4 separate regions of the Mus musculus genome follow, and regions 2, 3 and 4 are each linked to region 1. The links are chromatin contacts, called in public promoter capture Hi-C maps. All regions are on one chromosome and are shown on one strand. Each heading gives the region's core, a stretch centred on a gene start, on an enhancer-like site or on the middle of the called end of the contact. The rest is flanking DNA. Distances are from core to core; before and after follow the strand shown.

Region 1 (4,929 bases), core at 418-2,917:
CCTTGGAGAGGGAGAGGGAAGGAGGGTTCCAGGCATGAGATGAGCATCAGGTTCTGAATATTTAAGAATAAAGATGAAATGTGTTTGTGAGATGTGCAAATGGAACATAGAAACAATGACGTCTCAAAGCCAAGAAGTTTAGCATCCTGATCTCATTTTCAATCTGTAGCCGCTTGGTTATGAAGCGCTCACCAACTGCCTGTTGGGTAGAGGCAGGGAAGCAGGCTTCAGGGTGTAGGCCGCTCAGCAGCGCTTCTAACAGCACATGCTTTTCCTTTTGGCACGGGGTCTCATGTAGCCCTGGCTCTGACTCCAATGACTGCTTTCATCTATTTAATAATCACTCGAATGAATTCACTGTGACTGATTATTGCGGATTTTCCTGTAAGACGGAAAGGGGGTTCCCTTCCATTGTGTGCTTTGAGGATGCTTACGGCTTGTTGATGTGTTTTTCCCCAGTGTCCATTTATGGAATTTGGTTTTATGATAAGGAAGAGTGCCAGAGAATTGCAAAACTAATGAAAAAGTAAGTATTAAAAGGCCAATCGTGTCCTAGGAGCTGGCACTGTGGCTCGTATTTCTAAATGTGTGAATCAACACTAGCAGGAAGTGGTTCTCAGCTGTCATCCTCACACGACCCCACCCCCACCCCACCCCACCCCACCCCACCCCCAGACCCTGTCACTGCTTAGCATATGAAGAGAGTGAGAAACAGTTTTGCCCTGCTCTCTGCAAACTCAGCTTCTGTGGCTTATTGTTCTCTCCATGTGCTGTGAGCTGTTCCGCGGGGTGGTTTTCTTTGGCATTTTCTTCATTTGTAAATAAGTAGTATTTTCTATGGAAAGTTATGTGTCCATCAGTAAAATGAACATGCAGGGTCACCCTGAAAGGCTGCCCAGAGCCTTTGATACCCTCCACTTCCTTCTAAACTGTGCTTGTAACTCAGAGTTCCCAGATACACCTCAAACACCAAGGGCCTAGAATCCTCCTCAGTCCCCCTCTCTGGGGAAGTCCGAATCAGTTCATGTTAGTTTAGCAGTCGGTACAGAATCAATCACCTCTCTCTCCCCATCTCCCCCCCCCCCACTACTCTTAGACTTATTAGTCTCTTTCTCTCAAGCTGTTCCTGAGGTACTCTCTGACTTTGGCTTCCTTAATTGGATCACAAGGAGGCTCAGGTGCGATTGATTGGTGGGCTCTGACCAGTTCCGACTTGGCTGCTCACTGTCGGCTGCTGTTTATGCAAATAGCCAAGGTCATCAGAATTAATCAAATTCCTAATGGGGCTGGGTCTCTGTTTAGGATAGCTAGTCCCCATGTGGACGTGATGCTCGTCCTGCAAAGAACCAGTATTCGCTTCTACATCCCAGGGCAATGGAATGAAGAAGTGACCCCCACAAGGAAATAAAAACCAGGGAACACATTTTTATAAATAAAATTGACTCCTGAAACTCCTGCTTGTGAGAGCTAATTTTAGGCAACCAGCTCAAGTCCCAGATGGTGATTAAGTGTGTTCAAACTGGTATTTACCACCATAACAACTAGTTCCTTAAACATTTCATGGTGTTGTAAATTGTGCAAGGGACAATAATAGCCGGATTTCATATGGATTAAAAAATACCCTGTAACTCAGCCAAGAGGTCATGGTAAACCTGGTGCGTGCCTCACCCCTCAGGCAGGAAGCCGATTGTAGATAGCAAGGAGCAGTTGATCTGTGTGGATTCAGATGCATTCTCTAGTTAGAAGGAAATCTGTTGGTAACTTTGCAGGTCATACTTTACCAGTATCTGCATAGTTAACATAAGAATTTGAGCTGAAAAATCAAAGCACACAAAGAAAAGGACTTAAAAAAATGTTTCCCTGTAGCATTTAGGACCATGAGGTCAGTGTTCGAATGGGACCTTTTCGATTCTGAATCGCCAAGGTCTGAGGTGGTACAGCCCACCTTGCTTGACCTCACAGCATTCTGGAAGGGAAGGAGTCTGTACCATAGAGATCTTCCCTGTTGAATGTTCTGTAAGGCTTCCTCCACAGTCAGCAGCCGCCCTGCGGCTGTAGTGTAAAAGCAGCCAGGACTGCTCTGTCCAGCAACGAGCAGGCCTGTGTTTGTTATTCTCTTTATTAGAACAGGTGGAGCAGGCTAGAGTCCAAAGGACAGAGCTTCTGATGTCCTACCCTGGATTTGCATATGTGGCCTGTTGGCTCAGGACCTCTTCTCTCATTTTCTGTTTCAAATGCTTAAGCAGTCCTAAGATGGTTGTAGTGGGATGAAAACCCTTGGGAGAGAGTTGGAGTGATAAATAGCATCGCTTTTGACTTTAGTTTCCTGAATCGCAGCTTCCCGTTTTTCTAGCCTCACTCAGAGCGAACAGTTGAAAGCCTGTCATGGAGCCGGATCCTCCCCCGTGACCTTGAGCTCAGGAGAGGGCCAAGAAGTAGATATCCTGCAGATGCTCACCAAGGCCAAGGATGAGTACACCAAGGTGAGTCTCCTCTTCCTCGTGGGGATACCACGGTGGCAAAGCCCACCACTGACGGCAGCAGGTGAAGTCAACAGAGCAGGATGTAGAGGGAGCCTAAGAAATCAGTGGCCTGCATACAAATGGTATCCAGTTAGAGGGCCTCCTAGACTTAGAGTGGCAACGTGTAAACCAAATTCATGTCTTTGTTGGTGGGTAGGCCTGTAATCCCAGAATTAGGGAAGCTGAAACAGGAGGATGGTGAGTTTCAGACTAGCCTGGACTACATAGTGAAGTATTTCATAACTCAAAGCATGAGCCCAGCAACATGGCTTGGTAGGACACCTGCCACCAAGCTTCATGGCCTGAGTTTGATCCTTGGGATCCACATGGTAGACGGGCAGAACCAAGTTCCACAAGGTCTCCTCTTCTGAACTCCACACATGCGCTGTGGTAATTTAAAAAGTAGAAATCAGAACAAAAGGCATAAAAGTAGACTTGAACAGACAAAAGTGTATGCCCTGTTCTAACATATATATGTTAGCTAAGGAGGTGTGTGTGTGTGTGTATGTGTGTGTGTGTGTGTGCATCCTAAGTATTAAGTAGAGATAGCAAAATTAGTTCATGGTTTGTTAAATAAAAACTACAGACTCCTGACTCCCTGAAAAGGCTGCAAAATGCTTGGCACCCAGTAGCAGTAAGCACCTCTGTTGCCCTGGGTGACCTCCTCCTAAGCTCGCGATGCTCTGTGAAGATGGTTCTGGTTGCTGGGCAAATGGGATCCTATGTAGTGGGCACTGTAGCCAGCTTACAAGAGTGTCACGAGAGCCCAGCAGCAGTGCAGACAGAGTGCTGGGTGTGGAGTTAAGTAATAATCCATGATGTCATGGTGACAATGACAGAGACAGCGTGGACCAAGTCTACCAAAAATAAACTATTGCTATCTTGTTTTGAAAGGACTCAGACACCAAACCTGCCTCTGACACTGATATTTAATTGAGTGCTGGAGTGCATACATGTGTGTATGCACATATATATACACACACACAGAGTCACAAACAAGCCACAGTTCACATGTAAAGGTCAGGACAGCTTTCAAAAGTCAGGTCCCTCAGCCCTGTGGGTTGTGGGTTCTGGGAACAAGCTAAGGTCATTGGTGATTTCAGGCATTAAACTCAGGTGGCCGGTGGCTGGGCCCCTTTCTCCCACTAGTCTTCTCATAGGTGTCACCTGATAATACTCCCTCTGTGCATTCTTCTTGGTAGTGAGCTCTAGGGGTCTTCAGACTTTCCATCACATGGTCTTTGGGGTATTTTCTAAGCATTGGAAACTGGTGTTGCTTCCTGAAAGTGCCTTCCTGCCTTTCCTCCCCTTTTGCACTCATCCAAACAAGGTGAGCCTTTCACAGTCCATCTCCTACCCATCATCACCAGGGCCACGCCCAACCTCCACAGCTGGATGGAAGGCTCTCCTGTTAGCATCAGTCGTACTGCATAAGTCCCGCCTGTGTTGTCACCTCTCCTGTGTGCATGTCACCTCTCCTTTGTGCATGTAGGCATGTTAGATGCATGCAGACAGTGTGCAGACCATTGGTAAAATAGGTCTGGTATGAAGAAGTGGGAAGTGGAAACAGTAATAAAACACACAAGTTTTTTTTTTCCTTAGAATTCTTGTGGACGGCATCTCCATTTTTGGACATGTTTAAAGCGGCATAGTGGAGATGTTGTAAAAGAATTAAACAAAGATTTCTAGAATCCTTTTTGACTGTGGAATTTGGTGGGGAGTTCAGTTTTGTATTTAAATTATTTTTAAAATTTCAATTAAAAAGTCAAATGTGTATAAATGAGGGCATACAACACGAGGCTTTGATACATACACGTTGTAGAGTGACTACATGAAGGGAATGAACACATACTTACCTTACGTGCTTAGCATTCTTGTGGTGAGAACACTTAAAATGCACTCTCAGCACCTTTCACAGATGCTGTTACTAGCTGTAGTCACTGTGGTGTGCGTGGGTCCTTTGAATCTCCTGCCCTGTCTGGTGTCTTATGAACATCCCCACAGTAGCCTGCGCCCCAAGCCTCTGACAGTCACTCTTACCCGCGTTTCGGCCGGCCAGGAAGAACACAACAAACCGGAATCTTCTGCGGCAAAAGCTTTATTGCTTACATCTTCAGGAGCCAGAGAGCAAGAGAGCAAGAGCCAGAGCAAGAGAGAGAAAAAGAACAAGAACAAGAAAGCAAGAGAGAGAAAGCAAAACCCCGTCCCTTTTAAGGAGAATTATCCTCCGCCTAGGACGTATTACTCCCTGATTGGCTGCAGCCCATCGGCCCAGTTGTCATCACGAGAAAGGCAGAACACATGGCGGGAAAACTGCCCCTGCACGTGTGCAGATTATGTTTACTACTTAAAACACAGCTGTCAGCGCCATCTTATAATGGCAAATGTGAGGGCGGCTCCCAACAAG
Region 2 (4,294 bases), core at 899-3,398, 430 kb before region 1:
GGTTTCTCTGTGTAGCCCTGGCTCTCCTGAAACTCACTATGTAGACCAGGCTGGCCTCCAACTCAGAAATCTGCCTGCCTCTGTCTCCCAAGTGCTGTGATTAAAGGCATGCACCACCACCACCCGAAATAATTTTAAATAGTTGTTATGTGCATGCGCGCGCGCGCGCACACACACACACACACACACACACACACACACACACACACACACAAACATATTTAGTGAATAGCAAGTGTGTTGTATTAAAGAGAAAACAGAAGCATACCATAGGAACGTGGGAACTATACAAGGGAACTCAATTAAAGCTCTGTAATTAAAAAGCAACTGGTCTGAATAGAAAAAAAATCACTGAATAAGCTCAATGAAGCTAGAAACAGTGCAGAGGAAACAAACAAACAAGCAAACAAAACAAACAAAGACAGGTGAGATGGAATGACAAAGGAGATTATCCAATCTGTGGAACACAGACCAAGGAAGAATTGGGGAAAAACTGAACAAAGCTTTAAGGACAGTAGAACAATACATGATGGCCAAACATGTGCGCACGGAGAACCCCAGAATAAAGGATGAGAGCTGAGTGGACAACAGTGTCTGGGGACATCAGAACTCGCGTATACATCAGGAGAGCCAGCAACGACAAGTAAGCGGGTACACTGTGTTTCTGTAATCCACTTGAGCCATTTGATTGTAAAACAGTAATATGGGGTGTGATTATAAAATATGTATAACCACAGGACAGGAGCTTGTCAAGACAGTGTGTAAGAGTACTATATTTGCGCCTAAATATGTAAGACCTGCTCATGTCAATGACTGCCAATTGTACCACAGAAAAGTTGGTGTAGTGTGAACCTTGACTACATCCTAAAGGCGCATGCATTGCTGCCCTGGGATGGTCTTCCTTTGAGGTGGTGGAGACCTCATAGGTGGGATTTAGAAGGAGTCTCTGGGTCACCAGGATGCCTTGGATGGGGATTGTGAGACTCTAGTCTTTTCCTCACATCCTAAACAGTGGTGCCGCTGTCTGTTTAGTTAGTGATTGGACAGGTGTGGAAACAAGGGCGAGAAAGACACGGAGTGCACGCTCTGCTCACCGACCACTTCCTGGAATGTATACCTAAACTGTATTTTCATTTCACTCTCTCTTCCTTTTCCTTTGTGGCACTTAGACCGAGTGGGCTTTGTCATTAGCATTAGTTCTAATTAAGTAAACATCTTGCTTTTGGCTGTTTGTTTCGCATGTTTGTGATTTCCAAGAAAGGGCCAGGCACAGAGATGAGTCACGGAGATGTAGTTCAGGAGGTTTAAGGATCTCACCTGACCTTTGTGCTAGAATGCCACCTGCCACAGTCCTCGATTCCCAGCCAGTGCTTAATCATGCCTGTTGACTTATCATGTGGCATCTTTCCCACCTCTGAACTGTCTGATTGCTACAATCCTAGGAGTTAACGACTGGGGCGATGCGCACAAGGTCACACCTTGCAGATGACTACCTAAGTTCGGAAACTCCTGTCTCAAGAAGAATTCATAGACCACCGCTGTCTTCTATTTTCAAAAGACTGAACGACAGAGCTCAGGATTCTAATGCTAAAATAGTTTAACTCTCTCATTTCACAGAGAAGAGAGCAGAAGACTCCTGGACAAACGGGAGTTGTGATGGTTTGTATTATCCTTGGACCAGGGAGTGGCACCATCTGAAGGTGTGGCCTTGTTGGAATAGGTGTGACCTAGTTGGAATGGGTGTGTCACTGTGGGTGTGGGTATACGATCCTCACCCTACTTGCCTGGAAGTCAGTCTTCCCCTGGCAGCCTTTGGATGAAGACATAGAATTCTCAGCTCCTCCTGTGCCATGGCTGCCTGGATACTGCCATGTTCCCACCTTGATGATAATGGACTGAACCTCTGAACCTGTAAGCCAGGCCCAATTAAATGTTGTTTTTATAAGACTTGCCTTGGTCATGGTGTCTGTTCACAGCAGTAAAACCCTGACTAATACAGGAGTCAAGTAGCTTGCCCACTGCAGCCACAAATCCACACCCTGCTCTCCTGCAGGCCAACTTAAGCATTGAATCCACGGGCAGCAACAGAGCCATTTCTCATTATCCTTCAGAGCCCAAGGAGTTCAGGAATTCGTAAAATGCAAATGTGCTCACACCCTGACTATCAGCTGCCTCATTCTCTCCGGCCAGTTCTGTCTGTGGGACAGCCCTAAGCATCCTTCTGGACTGCGTAATCTTCAGCGCCCATCTCCCTGCATTCCTTCGGGTGACACATTGGAGGCTATCCTTCCTGCCTACAAATCAGGGGTAATATCCCTGCTTCCTGGACCATTGGGCTAGTTAATCACCGAATCCAGCTCTCGACGGCAAAGCTTACCTTGAGGCTGTACACCGCTTTGAATGGACCGTGTCCTGTTATCACCTGCTACCTGGTTCTCGAGTGAAAGGTGTATTTTCATTACTGGGCAAGGGCTGGACGCCACAGCACATTTAACTTTGCTGTTGGTGGCATGTATTGTTTGTCACTGATACTTTTCTCTCACCCTGCTCTACCAAATAATCAGATTTCTCCAGCTTAGTCACATACTGTTATTTATTTCTTATAAAACTCTATGATGGGCAGAGCTGAGAAGGCACGGGATGCTCATGGATGAATTCCCTGACTTTGTGACCTTTCGGTCATTTTCTCTTACAAATGCTGTGGCGTATCCAGGGGTGGACTTACAAGACTTTATTGCTGGAAGGGAGCAGGGCTCTACCAGGAAAAGGCTTGCTCTTATCTGTGCTGTGCACATTATTAGTTTGTAGACAGAGAAACTGAGCCTGAACAGGAAACAGAGAAACTGTGGGCAGCAGAGCTAGGGCAAGACTTGTGCCACGGGAGAACCCTGAAGGGAGATAAGAGATGCTGAGCTAAGGAAGATCAGGGCACAGGAGAGGGCTGTCTGCAGTCAGGTCAGGAGACAGAGCAGCTTTTCCTCCCTGCAGCCACGGTTCTGCATGGTAGCCACATCAGTATCAGGACCTTCATGGGGATTCTTGAAGCAAACCAGGCCAGGGGATACGCACAGGAGCTTGGGAAGTCACCCTTGTGGACGGAGGAAAGCCCACGCTGTTCATAGCTGCCCTCTTGAGAACCCTAAGAACCTTGGTCCTTGGCTGCCCCTTGCCACAGGGGTAGACAGGCATGAACAGTCTGCCCCCTGTTCACTTCTCGACAACTGCTTACAGCTTTTTTCTTGAGTGTGGGGCTAGTCTATACATGGATTTATGAGCTGGCTAGGGCTAGTATGTCTTGGTGACCCAAGCAGATAGGGAGCCTAAAAGTTCACTTCCTTCTGTGTCTGCCCCTACCTCTTCACCATAAACTACAAGGCCCATTATCTCCAGTGTGTCCCACTGCCTGGTGTTGTGGCTGGCTCCCAGGTGATCATGGGAGGAAACCTAGCTGGTGCCCCTCTTGAATGGAGACAGCCCCTCACAGCCTTTTTCTATGAGAGCAACGGTGCTCCAAGGTTTTATCAAAGGCCTCATGAACCTAAAGGATGATATCACACCTCCATCTGCTGTCTTCCTTGATTCAGTACACCCTTGGGAGGTCTTCTCTAGAAGCACACATGAGGGTCATGTGGGAAGGACCATTGCTTATTGTTCTATAAGCAAGCATACCCACTTCATATATATTGTAAATTCTGGATCACAGCTCTCAATCTTCACTGTTCATATATACTGTGTCATACATCTTGCTGTGAATGGCTCATCCTTCCATACATCATGTGTGCCACATGATATTTCTGGGAAATATCAGAGGCCTCACAAAGGAAAGTCTGTACAAAGCAACCACAGCTTTCCATTACATGGCACTTCGTCAGGGGCAGTCAGTCTGGTTGTTACTATAATCGGCTCCTAATCCCTCTGATGTACATCTCCAGGACCACCCTGTCCTTTCTCTTTGCAATGTCCTGGAAAGTCACTCCTTGTTTGTCCCCTGAGATCCAGTCCAAGTTCTACCTGCTCTAGGAAGTCTTTCTGACTCATGGTCCCTACTCCTGGAAGTACGGTATCCCCAAAGCTTACTCACCTCACTACAGTGCTCCTTACGCGATACCTAAATATTCTTCGGAATCTCTAGGTTTTATTTTATGTGTCAGTTTACTGAGTGTTTTCTCCTACTACAGAAGCCTTGAGAACACACTTAGCACAGATTCAGGTCTGTACCTTGGCCAGCAACTTCTCCCATAAGGTAAGGTCTAAAAGCGGCTGCTTGATGAGTCACAGGCCTATGCGCTCACAG
Region 3 (5,018 bases), core at 466-2,965, 260 kb before region 1:
TCTTCTTGAGTGGACTGGGACTTCCTGGTGGGGGAAGGGGAAGAACACCTGCAGATCTGCAGTTGACGACAAGAGACACCATGGCACCAGGATGAAAGGCCTTAGGAGATGAGGAGCCCTGCCTGATCCTGCAGATCCATGGCTCTCCTTAGCCCAAGGAAAGTCCAGCGATGTGCCAGCTGCCCCTGCTCCCACAGTCCTCAGCCTCGGGTCCTTCAGGACTATGACTTCCTGTATAAAGCCCTTCATCAGCCTTGAGTGTTCCTCCCTCATTTCCTCACGGTCTCTCCTATTCTCTCACCAGAGACTCAGGTCATGTGACAAGACCGCCAGCTGTGCCAATAAGCCAGCCTGAGGGCTTTCAAGGAGGTCACAGGCCCTGAGATCTCTGAGCACCGCAGAAGCTGATGGAGGGGGGGGAGAGGGGGTTAAGGTCCCTCACAATAGCGGGCAGTAAGTGGCTCTGTCTCTGCCCTCAGAAGGCTGTGGTCTCAGAGAACTAATGCCATGAAGACTTTTCTGAGGCCCGGATGATTTGTTCAGTATGTTTTGCAAGCACACAGGGAAAGCCTGAAAACAGAATAATTTGGAAGTGGGGAGCACTCCATCTCAGGATGCACTTTCTAGAGGGGTTTAGATTAAATCAACACAATCTTGCCAGCCTAGCACGCACTTGCCTCTTTTCCCCTCCTTGGTCTGTGGTCTATCAACATTGGTGTGGTCCCTCGATACTCTGGATTCTGTTTGAGCAATGAGAAGCTATACTGAACATGACACGCACTAATTTGGTGTTAAGTTCTGAACAACAACCAAAGTTTTCACCTTATGGTCCCTCCTTCTTATCCTGTTCTCATAAAATACCAGAAGCATGGTTTTCTGTCCTTGTGCCTTTGGACCTTGGGATGGTAATGATGTCCGTGCAAAATGGCACCTCCTGTCGTCTTTGCTTTCTTTATTCTCTGCAAAGATGCCCTTTGATTCCTCAGCTGCATAGATAATGCATCTTCTTGTGACACCAATTGGACACTAGATGCAGATGTTCAGTATGACGTTTAGCTAGGAGTCTAGGTAGGGAAGTACCGGGTGACTGACCATCTCCTAAAAAGACACCACATCTCAAAATATCTGCCCAACATCCTCTGTCCTAGAGGGCTGAGTGTGTTTCCAGATCCAGAAACCAGGCACTCAGAACTGCTCTCCCCGCAGTCAAAGCCAGGGACTTCACTGGCACGGGGCCACCAGCAGCCTACTGACTCCTAAGGTTCCCATGTGGATGGTAGCATGGGGCAGAGCTAGTCTAGCTGATTTGTTTCAGCCAGTCTGTACATGACATCCTGATCCCCACTGTTCCCTCCCTGATTTTTGGATTCACCCTCCACAGAATGTGTTTCTTGTATTGAAGTCATTTTTCTCATTGTTCACCCTTCCCTGTGTAGAGGTGGAGGCATTTTGCAACTGTTGGTGTTTCGATAAAGCCTAAGTGATTAGTCATATATCTATCGCCCTTGCTCAACACAGGAGCTTTCAGCACATGCCACCAGGACAGCCAAGAGAAGGCTAGGGCTGGAACACCTAGACCATTTATTTACAGGACCCTCAGATCTGCCTAGCTGAAGTTTGGCCAGAATACTCAGCACGAATGTGCAGTGTAAGATTGAGTGGGACAGCAAGGACCATTCCGTTCTTTCCCTTGCCTCTTCCGGAACTAAATCATCTTTAGCAGATGGTGTTTCTATCCACAATCTCCCTGGGAAACCTCCTCACTGCCTAGCAACCTCCAGCCCTGGAAGTCCTCACTGCAGCCTTCCCTAGCTGCCCACAACTCTACTGGCCCACTACCCAGGACACTCACAGGAAGAGAGGCCATGGTGGAACCCTCCCAAGACAACAGACTCCATGAGTGTTCCCTTGATAATCCCCCTTCAAACACAAGGTCTCCTACATTCCCCAGACTGCCCAGGGGCATCTTCTATGCAGCCACTCAAAGTGTAGGATAGGAAGCCACACATCCTCTGGAACCAAGGCTGCTGGGGCCACCTATGAGAGGATCAGCATCAATCAAGAGCTCTGAGCTTTGATCCTAGGAATATGAACCCTGCCAGAACCCCAGGCTTCTCAGCCTGCTTTTGGCTCTGCCTCTGTTCACCCCAGCCATATCCTTGAAAGCTGACTCTTCAGAGGAAGCAAGTCAACCCCTTCCCAGCATCTCCCTCTCCAGAAACCATATGATTGAGAAATTTTGGAGCATATCAAGGTTCAGTGACAGAGGAAAACAAACGGGTCCTTAGAAAACACATACGCTGTTCAAAAATGGAGGCCCATATCGTTACCATTCCAGCAGAGACCCAAAGATCCTAAAAACCTGCTCCTTTTTACCCATCAATGATGTGAGAGGGCACAAACCTCCTATCTTTAAAAAACCCTCTCATCACTTTACATGCAATAAACCTGAACCGTGTCAGATATATGGCAGTGATCTGAGACCAAAGGAATAGTCTGCCAGAGAAGCAGGGCAGCCATAGGATGAGATTTCCTCCTGGTCACAAAGTAGGCAGTGCTCTTAAACAAGTCACACTGCAAGAATCCCAAAGTTAGAGACATTCTCGCCCCCTTCTCCTTCCTCCCTCTCCTACTCCTCCTCCTCAGTGGGAGAGGGAAAACGGGCTCCAAGCATTCTCTACAGACCCTGGACAAAAGAGTTCCAGGACAATGGGTGTCCCCTTTTATGGTTTAGTTTCTTCCCCTGGACTTAGCCTCAAGCCCAGACCAGAGCTAAACATTCATTCTGGTTCCTTCCCCCAACCCCCAGACTAAGTCTCAGTTTCTCATCTGTACAATGGGCAATGCAATGCTGTCTGTGGGCTGTGTTGAAGGAGTTACACTATTCAACTTATGGGTTTATTGAGACAGCAAGTATCAGCCCTGCCAAGGATAGGGATCAGATATACAGGTTGAGCATCTGTAATACAAACTCTGGAGACCTGAGATGGCCCAAAAGCCAAAAGGGTTTTGAGAACCACCATGAGGCCACAAGCAGAAAGTTCCATTTCTGAACTCTAGCTGGTCACAGATACACTACAGGTGCACTAAAATGACTGCAAGCTTCTTCAGCTCTGTGCTTTTACATGTGTGCATCACACACACACACACACACACACACGACACCTTACCATGCCTATGTAAGTAGTCAGAAGCCCAGATTGGTTTGGACACATGCAACCTGCACCTAATGTGCTTGCTGTGGGAGTGAACAGACGGGAGGAAACTCAGCCAAACCCACAGGCCACTTCTACCATAATTCCCTGTAAGTACCCACAGCCAGGGGACAGGCCGGGCTTCAGAGCATGGCGAGAGACAATGCCCACTGGAAGTCCCCCTCTTGTAGAGATACGATACAAAGCAAAAGAAGACAAAAAAATCCTACAAAGCCACACAGCACTGAAGATTCTCCTTCACTCCCCAGAGGCTTCAAGAGGAAAAGAGCTCAGCCCACAGACCTAATAAGAATTTGAAACTCATAGACGCTCTTGTCATTACTGGGTCTTAGGAACTGGCCCCATTAGTTTTTATCCCTCAGCACACAGATGCACAAAGAGAAGCTAAGAATGAGAAGTTCATAGCTCACGTGTCACAGCCTGCAGGGACAGAGGGACCCAGGTCCCTCCGATTCCAAGCCCCTGCCCTTCCCCAGCCTCCCCCTCCATCTCAGGTCTCTTAACACATTAACTCCGCGTTTTGCTAAGGGCTTCACAGTGTCTTACTGGGTGTTTGTGATGTTCACTGAAGTGGGAAGATCTTGTTTTTAATCTTCTGCCTCATAGAAAGCCAGGCCCAAGGTTTCTCACTCAGCACAACAGAGCCAAGTCTATTTTCACTCCCAGACCACGACAGCCCCTGCTTCTGTCTGACCCCAATATGTCTTCCACAAAGGGGGAAGGGACATAAAAACCACATCCAACTCTGGCAAGCATGGACCTCAAACACCAAGCCCCACGTAGCAAGTGTGTCTGGAGGACTATTGGAATAGTGGAGAAGGCAGAGGGGGTAAGAGCAGGTGTCAAAGGTTGGAGTGTGCCCAAGGGCTCCATGCCCCTGGATCAATAACCTAGTTTAATTACTCCGGACCCCTGCCAGTTGCTAATGCTCCAACCCAGGTTTTGTACGGGATAATGAGACCATATGGTCACGCAACGAGCAGCTCAATGCCATCTCCAAAAAGCACGCCTAAGAGACTCATTCTAAAGACAGAAGGGGAAAGCGAGGCCGGCTGCACTGGGGAAAGGAGGCTCCGAGCCTCTGATGGCACGTCCATTGTGCCCGCCTTCCTGTCCATTTCTCCCAGCAGCCTCTGCTCTAGAGCTCTTTGGTAGCAGATCTGGAAAACTGTTATTCTGTCCACGAAGCCCAGGGATGAGGCATTTAACTCCTCACACTGCCAGATGTAGTGTGGGAGTTCTGATGCCATCACTGCACGGAGCAGGGTACAGAGAGAGGGCAGACAGCAAGTGAAACAGTACAGGGTCTTGTAGAAATTCACAGGGAAGCAAAGAGCCTCCAAGAAGCACACCATGACCAAGCCCATCCACATCTCCCCTTGGGGAGTAGATAGGGCTTGGTTGGTGGTGATAGTGAGGGGAACCATGGGTAGTTCAGAAAAACAAAACAAAACAAAACAAAATAAAAGGCAGAGCCCACAGAGCCCAACCCAGACCTCTCTCCTCACTTCTGGCTTCAATCCACTGCCCCTAGGCTGTACCGTGGCATCTCTGGATGAGACAAGACTACATTGAAGCTGCTGCACTATCTGCAAAGGAGTCCCCAAGGAGACCTGCTGCCCAGCTACCACAGAATGGAGGAGGCTTGATTACCTGAGAAGGGACAGGTGTGGGAGGAAACACGAGCAGGGTACAGGACTCTCTAGTCCTTGCTAACATTCCACCTCCCCCACTACTTAGTGAGGAATAAGCAGGGAGAACAAGATGCAGACAGGGGTGGGGCACTTTTCTTCCTTCATGTAG
Region 4 (4,450 bases), core at 1,765-4,264, 340 kb before region 1:
CTTGGCAGTGGAAATTGGGGACAAAGAGAGATACTTACCTCCGGGTAGACAGGAAGCAAAGAAGTGAAGAATGGCCAGATACACCCTTTCAAGGCCCACACTGGTGACCTGTTTTCTCCAGCTAGGCTCCATCCACTAGAGTTTCCAGAACCTTCCCCAAATAGCACCACCCGGAGACCAAGGTTTCAACACGTGTACCCAAGGAGTCCAATTCATATTCAAATCATTCACAGCCTATGTGGCAGAGACTTTTATTCTAATTTACAAATGAATGCATTGAGATTCAAGGGGTCTGTTCCATTCGATCAAGGTCATGGCTAATCTGAGGCAGCACTGTCTGTTGCATCTTGTCTACCTCTAAAGCCTGGGCTCGCTTCCAGGCTGTGCTGTCCCGAGTGACCACTGCCCGGAGGGCAGCCCTTGCTTTACCTTGGCTCTCACCAGCTAAGGGATCCTCCCTGAACCTACTGGATCAGGAAGGGATTAGTTTACTATGCAAATAAAAGCACAAGTAACCATAACTTAACTGCTCCAAGGGAGACCATCTCAGGGGGTGGGAGTGGGGGGGCAGCGTGGCCATTGAACTTCAGGTTCCTGGCTGTCTCCTCTAAGCTTATTATACCACGGCACAAAAGTCTTCTTGCACGTACTTGAAGGTGTACATACATATAGCAGTCCTTCATGGGTGGAGAGGCATCTAAGCTTGAAGCCTAAAAGAGCTGTTTTTTGTTTGTTTGTTTGTTTGTTTGTTTTTCATCTAAATAGTAATGTGATCCAAGAAGGTTCCACACCTGAGGAAAGGTAAGGTGGAAAGAGAGCTAGGGATCTTTCTGATGCTACAATTTAATTTTTCCCCCCAAATACCAGAATGAGCCTGGTCCCCAATGACTCAGAAGCAAATTTAATAACTGCCTTTGGAGCTTTTGTTCTTCTTTAATGCTGCAGGCATCTGGTAACACGATGAGGAAAATGCAAACAAGGTCAGGATCGCCTCCATAGTCCTGTTGTCCTTCTGCCCAGTTCTCTTTGATCAACATGAAACACATCTAAAGCCCACGGGGAACCGTCTCAAGGCCAAAGTACAGAATCCATGCTTGTGTCACTAAGTCGTGACAAAGGCCGTGCACGGACCCATGCAGTAGACGGCAGATTCCTACCTAAGCCAGGTGAACCAGAATGAGGACGTGAGTGAATCTTCTACATCCATCCCAGCCTTCCCCAGACAGGGACTGAGAAGGGAGGGAAACAGACAGGTTTAAACAATTCTCTATGAGAATGACACTAAGCTGACTTCACACTTCTCGGGAGCTTTAAGGGGATCTTCTGCCCTAAACACAGAGCTGGCGGGATTTATGAGATAGCTACTCCAGCCATCTTCTTTCCCAGAGGAAAGAGTCGCAGTAACTGGAAAGGTAAAGTCCCCTGTTCAGGTTCTAAGGAGACACCAGCCCTCAACTTCCAGGTTCTTGCAGCTCTGGCCCATTACACTGATGAGCACTTATAGTATCTGAAACTACACAACGCTTCTGTGACAGGCAGGGCAGTGCCCACAGAAATGTGCGAATGAGTATTTTTCTCTCCAGCAGTTTTGTGCTCGTGTCAAGGAGAAACACAAGGGCTCCTTAGAGCCACAGGGATGCTCTGGGCCATCTGGGGCTCATTCCTGCAAGCTAACAAGGGCACCAGATAGAGCCAATGGGACTCCTGTAGACTGTGTTCTTGAAGGAGTTTCTGGGTGGTGAAGAACTTGCCAGGTGCAGGATGGGCAGCAAGGGGCATGTAGAGAAGTCTTTCTCTCATCACACAGCTAGCCCCTTGGTTCATGAGTCAGGGAGTTTCCTATCACTACAACAGATGTGGATGGATGATTGTCAACTTTCAAAAGGGAAGGTTTATTTGGGCCATACTTTTAGAAGTTCTAGTCCAAGATCTTTTGGTTATATGGTGAGACGTTTTAGTAAGTGTGAGGCACTCTCATCTGATGGACAGGAAACAAAATGGAGTAAAGAGAGACCAAAATCTACCATCCCCCTTCAAGGACACATCCAGTGACTGAACACCCACTAGGCTCCACCTCTCAAAGGTTCCATTAGCTCCCAATGGTGAACCCTGAGTGTCTAATACTAGAACCTGTGGAGGACCCCTAAGTTCCAAATCATAGCATTTCTCATTGATTTAGATATGCCCCCTGGTTTCTCTTCTAGGAATTCTGATCCATGAAGCCTGGGCCAGAAGCTTAAATTAGGCTTCTAGAAAGAAAGAGAGAAAGAAAGAAAGAAAGAAAGAAAGAAAGAAAGAAAGAAAGAAAGGAAGGAAGGAAGGAAGGAAGGAAGGAAGGAAGGAAGGAAGGAAGGAAACCAGGCTCTTACTATGTTCTCCAGGCCTGAACTCTTGGGTCTCTTGAAATCCTCCTGCCTCAGTCGTCTTCAGAGTAGTATGACTATAGGCATGTGTAAACTCCCTAGACACAGAAAACAATTTTGCTGTGTGCTCCAGAACATGCTGCTGCTGTTGTTGTGGTTTGGGGTGTGTGTGTGTGTGTGTGTGTGTGTGTGTGTGTGTGTGTGTAGGTAAATTATCACGTGCTGTTTAAGCTTGTTAAGCGTGAGCTCTGGGAGCAAGGATGTTCTTCCTGGTCTCTTTCAAACTCCCCTGATCCAGATCAGGCTGGGCTCCTGGCTCTCCAACAGGGAGAGGGGAAAAGAGCAAACAGTTAGGTCTTTAAAGACAGTACGCCCTTGATGTCAGCTAGAGTGCAAACTATTTCCAGCGGAAGCTACTGCTGGCCTCGTGGTATAAAGATGCCTGTGGTGGAAAAGAGAATTGGGAAGCTCATCCATTGAGATCGAGCTGGACGTGGAACTCCACTTGACGGCCTCCGCTCCCCCAGCCAGTTTCTGCTGGATGCTTGTAAGTCCGATTTGATGAAGATTTACTTCCTGTCGGTGACTTGCTATTTGTTCTCTTACTTGTGCTTGCTCTGATCTTAATCTGTTCATTTGTTGTTCAAAACTGAAAGTGTGGCCGCCTCTCATCCGTCGGAGCGTACACACCGTTGCTGTTGTCATAATGACCTTACTCACCCGGCCTCTGAAGGAAGAATTCTTACAGCAGCCCTACTTCCTGCTCCTGCTTCGAGCCACTCTCCCTGTCCTAACCAGGCTCCACGGTCCTGCTTCCCCCCAGGCCTGAGATGTTTCTCTAGTCCCCATTAGTCTTCTCAATCCCTCTGACCTCCCATCCAAGGCCCTGTTCTCAAACCTGTCAATCAGCTCCACGTTTGTCTTCTAATGCTCTCCCACTCCTCTCCAGGCCTGAGTGCTTTGTTCTCAATTCTTCTCTTGAACAGTTTGTGTCTCTCAATATACAAAAAAAGAAAGAAAGAAAAAAGAAAGAGGAAAAAAAAGAGACCCGCTTTGAAAGAATTCAAAAGCTATTTTGACAGGATTAATTTAAGAAACTTCCATGTAGCATCCCCGCGATCCAGGAAAGAGGGCAGGTTGCATAAGAATGCCTGAGAAAGGTACTAGCTGATACCCCCATTGTCTCCATAGCAACAGGCCCCCAAACCTTCCTGAGTGCTCACTTAGGCAACAAGGACAGTTGCCAGCATGAAGGTCTACCCACTGGCCACCAGAAAGCAGGCATGATTACTGGGGCCTCCAGAGACTTCAGGAGCAACCAGCAGGGTAGGCTGACATGGGATCCAACCAATGGGACTGTAGAATATGGAAGGGGATACAAGAACTTTGAGATCAAGGCAAGGAACAAGGAACAGGAGGAGAGACAGTGGGTCATCAGCAACCCCTGGTGACAATGGCCTCAGTTAACCTTAAGTAGAAATGCACTTTGAAAAGACTTTTAAGAGATGCAAAAGGCCCTTCTCAAAGGGATGGCAGGAAAAACCAGTCAAGCAGGGGCAAGGAGAGAGAAAGCAAGCAAGGTGCAAGGCAGTCAGTCGAATACAAATGGGAAGGAGTCCAGTGGCCACTACAGACTTATTTTCTCTGAGGAGCGGGAGGAAAGGGGGAGACAGCAGAAGGCAGGCAGTACATAGGAATGGCAGGGACTGCAGGAGGCCTGGCCAAACTATTCAGCCTTCAGGGCCCTGGGACAATGACCAAGTATGGAGGCACTCTGGGTTTTGCAGTGGGGGCTGGGGGCAGGGTGGGAGTGGAACCAAATGGTCACAAACTCTAATAGAACTCTAAACATTTGGTAGAGGTCAGCTTATGGGACAGCCCTGTGGGCAGTGTGCTGTTTGGCCACCCTCACCCTCACCCTATCCACTGTTTTCTGGCCAAGTTGGATTGTGTAGCTTAGAGAAAGCCAAGAATAGCCAGTACCTTGTAACTTGGCAAGGTCCACTTTCAAATCTCTTCTTGTCGTCTGTTTCTGTCTTCCAACAAGATGGATGTGTGTTAGTTATCAATGCCCAAGATTATGGGTA

The links. Promoter capture Hi-C pulls out the DNA fragments that hold promoters and counts their contacts. Capture Hi-C pulls out chosen DNA fragments and counts their contacts.
Region 2: a contact with region 1 is called in a promoter capture Hi-C map of embryonic stem cells, with 2.3 times the contacts expected there. The contact joins two enhancer-like sites. A contact is called at or near these places in 8 of 39 promoter capture datasets (the 3T3-L1 cell line, the SN4741 cell line, embryonic stem cells and 4 more).
Region 3: a promoter capture Hi-C map of pancreatic islet shows a contact between it and region 1, with 3 times the contacts expected there. The contact joins two enhancer-like sites. A contact is called at or near these places in 8 of 39 promoter capture datasets (the 3T3-L1 cell line, 3T3-L1-derived adipocytes, the SN4741 cell line and 4 more), 5 of 484 Hi-C or Micro-C datasets (the HL-1 cell line, cerebellar granule neurons, cerebral cortex and 2 more) and 2 of 9 other capture datasets (adipose tissue and pancreatic islet).
Region 4: a contact with region 1 is called in a promoter capture Hi-C map of pancreatic islet, with 3 times the contacts expected there. The contact joins two enhancer-like sites. A contact is called at or near these places in 10 of 39 promoter capture datasets (the 3T3-L1 cell line, 3T3-L1-derived adipocytes, frontonasal cranial neural crest and 5 more) and 1 of 9 other capture datasets (pancreatic islet).

What each region holds. Positions count from the first base shown.
Region 1 is chr6:119,198,469-119,203,397 of GRCm38.p6, forward strand. Dcp1b (decapping mRNA 1B) reads left to right here. Exons shown (of 9, transcript NM_001033379.3): 4 at 460-526; 5 at 2,354-2,483. Among named protein-coding and RNA genes, the nearest start is that of Dcp1b, 26 kb to the left of the region's middle. Within about 2 kb of position 1,668, at least 15 of the 459 cell types and tissues checked have an H3K27ac peak or open chromatin away from gene starts, as enhancers often do. A contact at or near this core is called in embryonic stem cells, pancreatic islet and uterus, where this site is marked.
Region 2 is chr6:118,768,478-118,772,771 of GRCm38.p6, forward strand. The region is part of intron 5 of Cacna1c (calcium channel, voltage-dependent, L type, alpha 1C subunit); the gene reads right to left. Among named protein-coding and RNA genes, the nearest start is that of 1700080F18Rik, 70 kb to the right of the region's middle. Within about 2 kb of position 2,149, at least 20 of the 459 cell types and tissues checked have an H3K27ac peak or open chromatin away from gene starts, as enhancers often do. A contact at or near this core is called in embryonic stem cells, where this site is marked.
Region 3 is chr6:118,934,471-118,939,488 of GRCm38.p6, forward strand. The region is part of intron 3 of Cacna1c (calcium channel, voltage-dependent, L type, alpha 1C subunit); the gene reads right to left. Among named protein-coding and RNA genes, the nearest start is that of 4931430N09Rik, 57 kb to the left of the region's middle. Within about 2 kb of position 1,716, at least 26 of the 459 cell types and tissues checked have an H3K27ac peak or open chromatin away from gene starts, as enhancers often do. A contact at or near this core is called in pancreatic islet and uterus, where this site is marked.
Region 4 is chr6:118,861,882-118,866,331 of GRCm38.p6, forward strand. All of the region lies in intron 3 of Cacna1c (calcium channel, voltage-dependent, L type, alpha 1C subunit), which reads right to left. Among named protein-coding and RNA genes, the nearest start is that of 4931430N09Rik, 16 kb to the right of the region's middle. Within about 2 kb of position 3,015, at least 12 of the 459 cell types and tissues checked have an H3K27ac peak or open chromatin away from gene starts, as enhancers often do. A contact at or near this core is called in pancreatic islet, where this site is marked.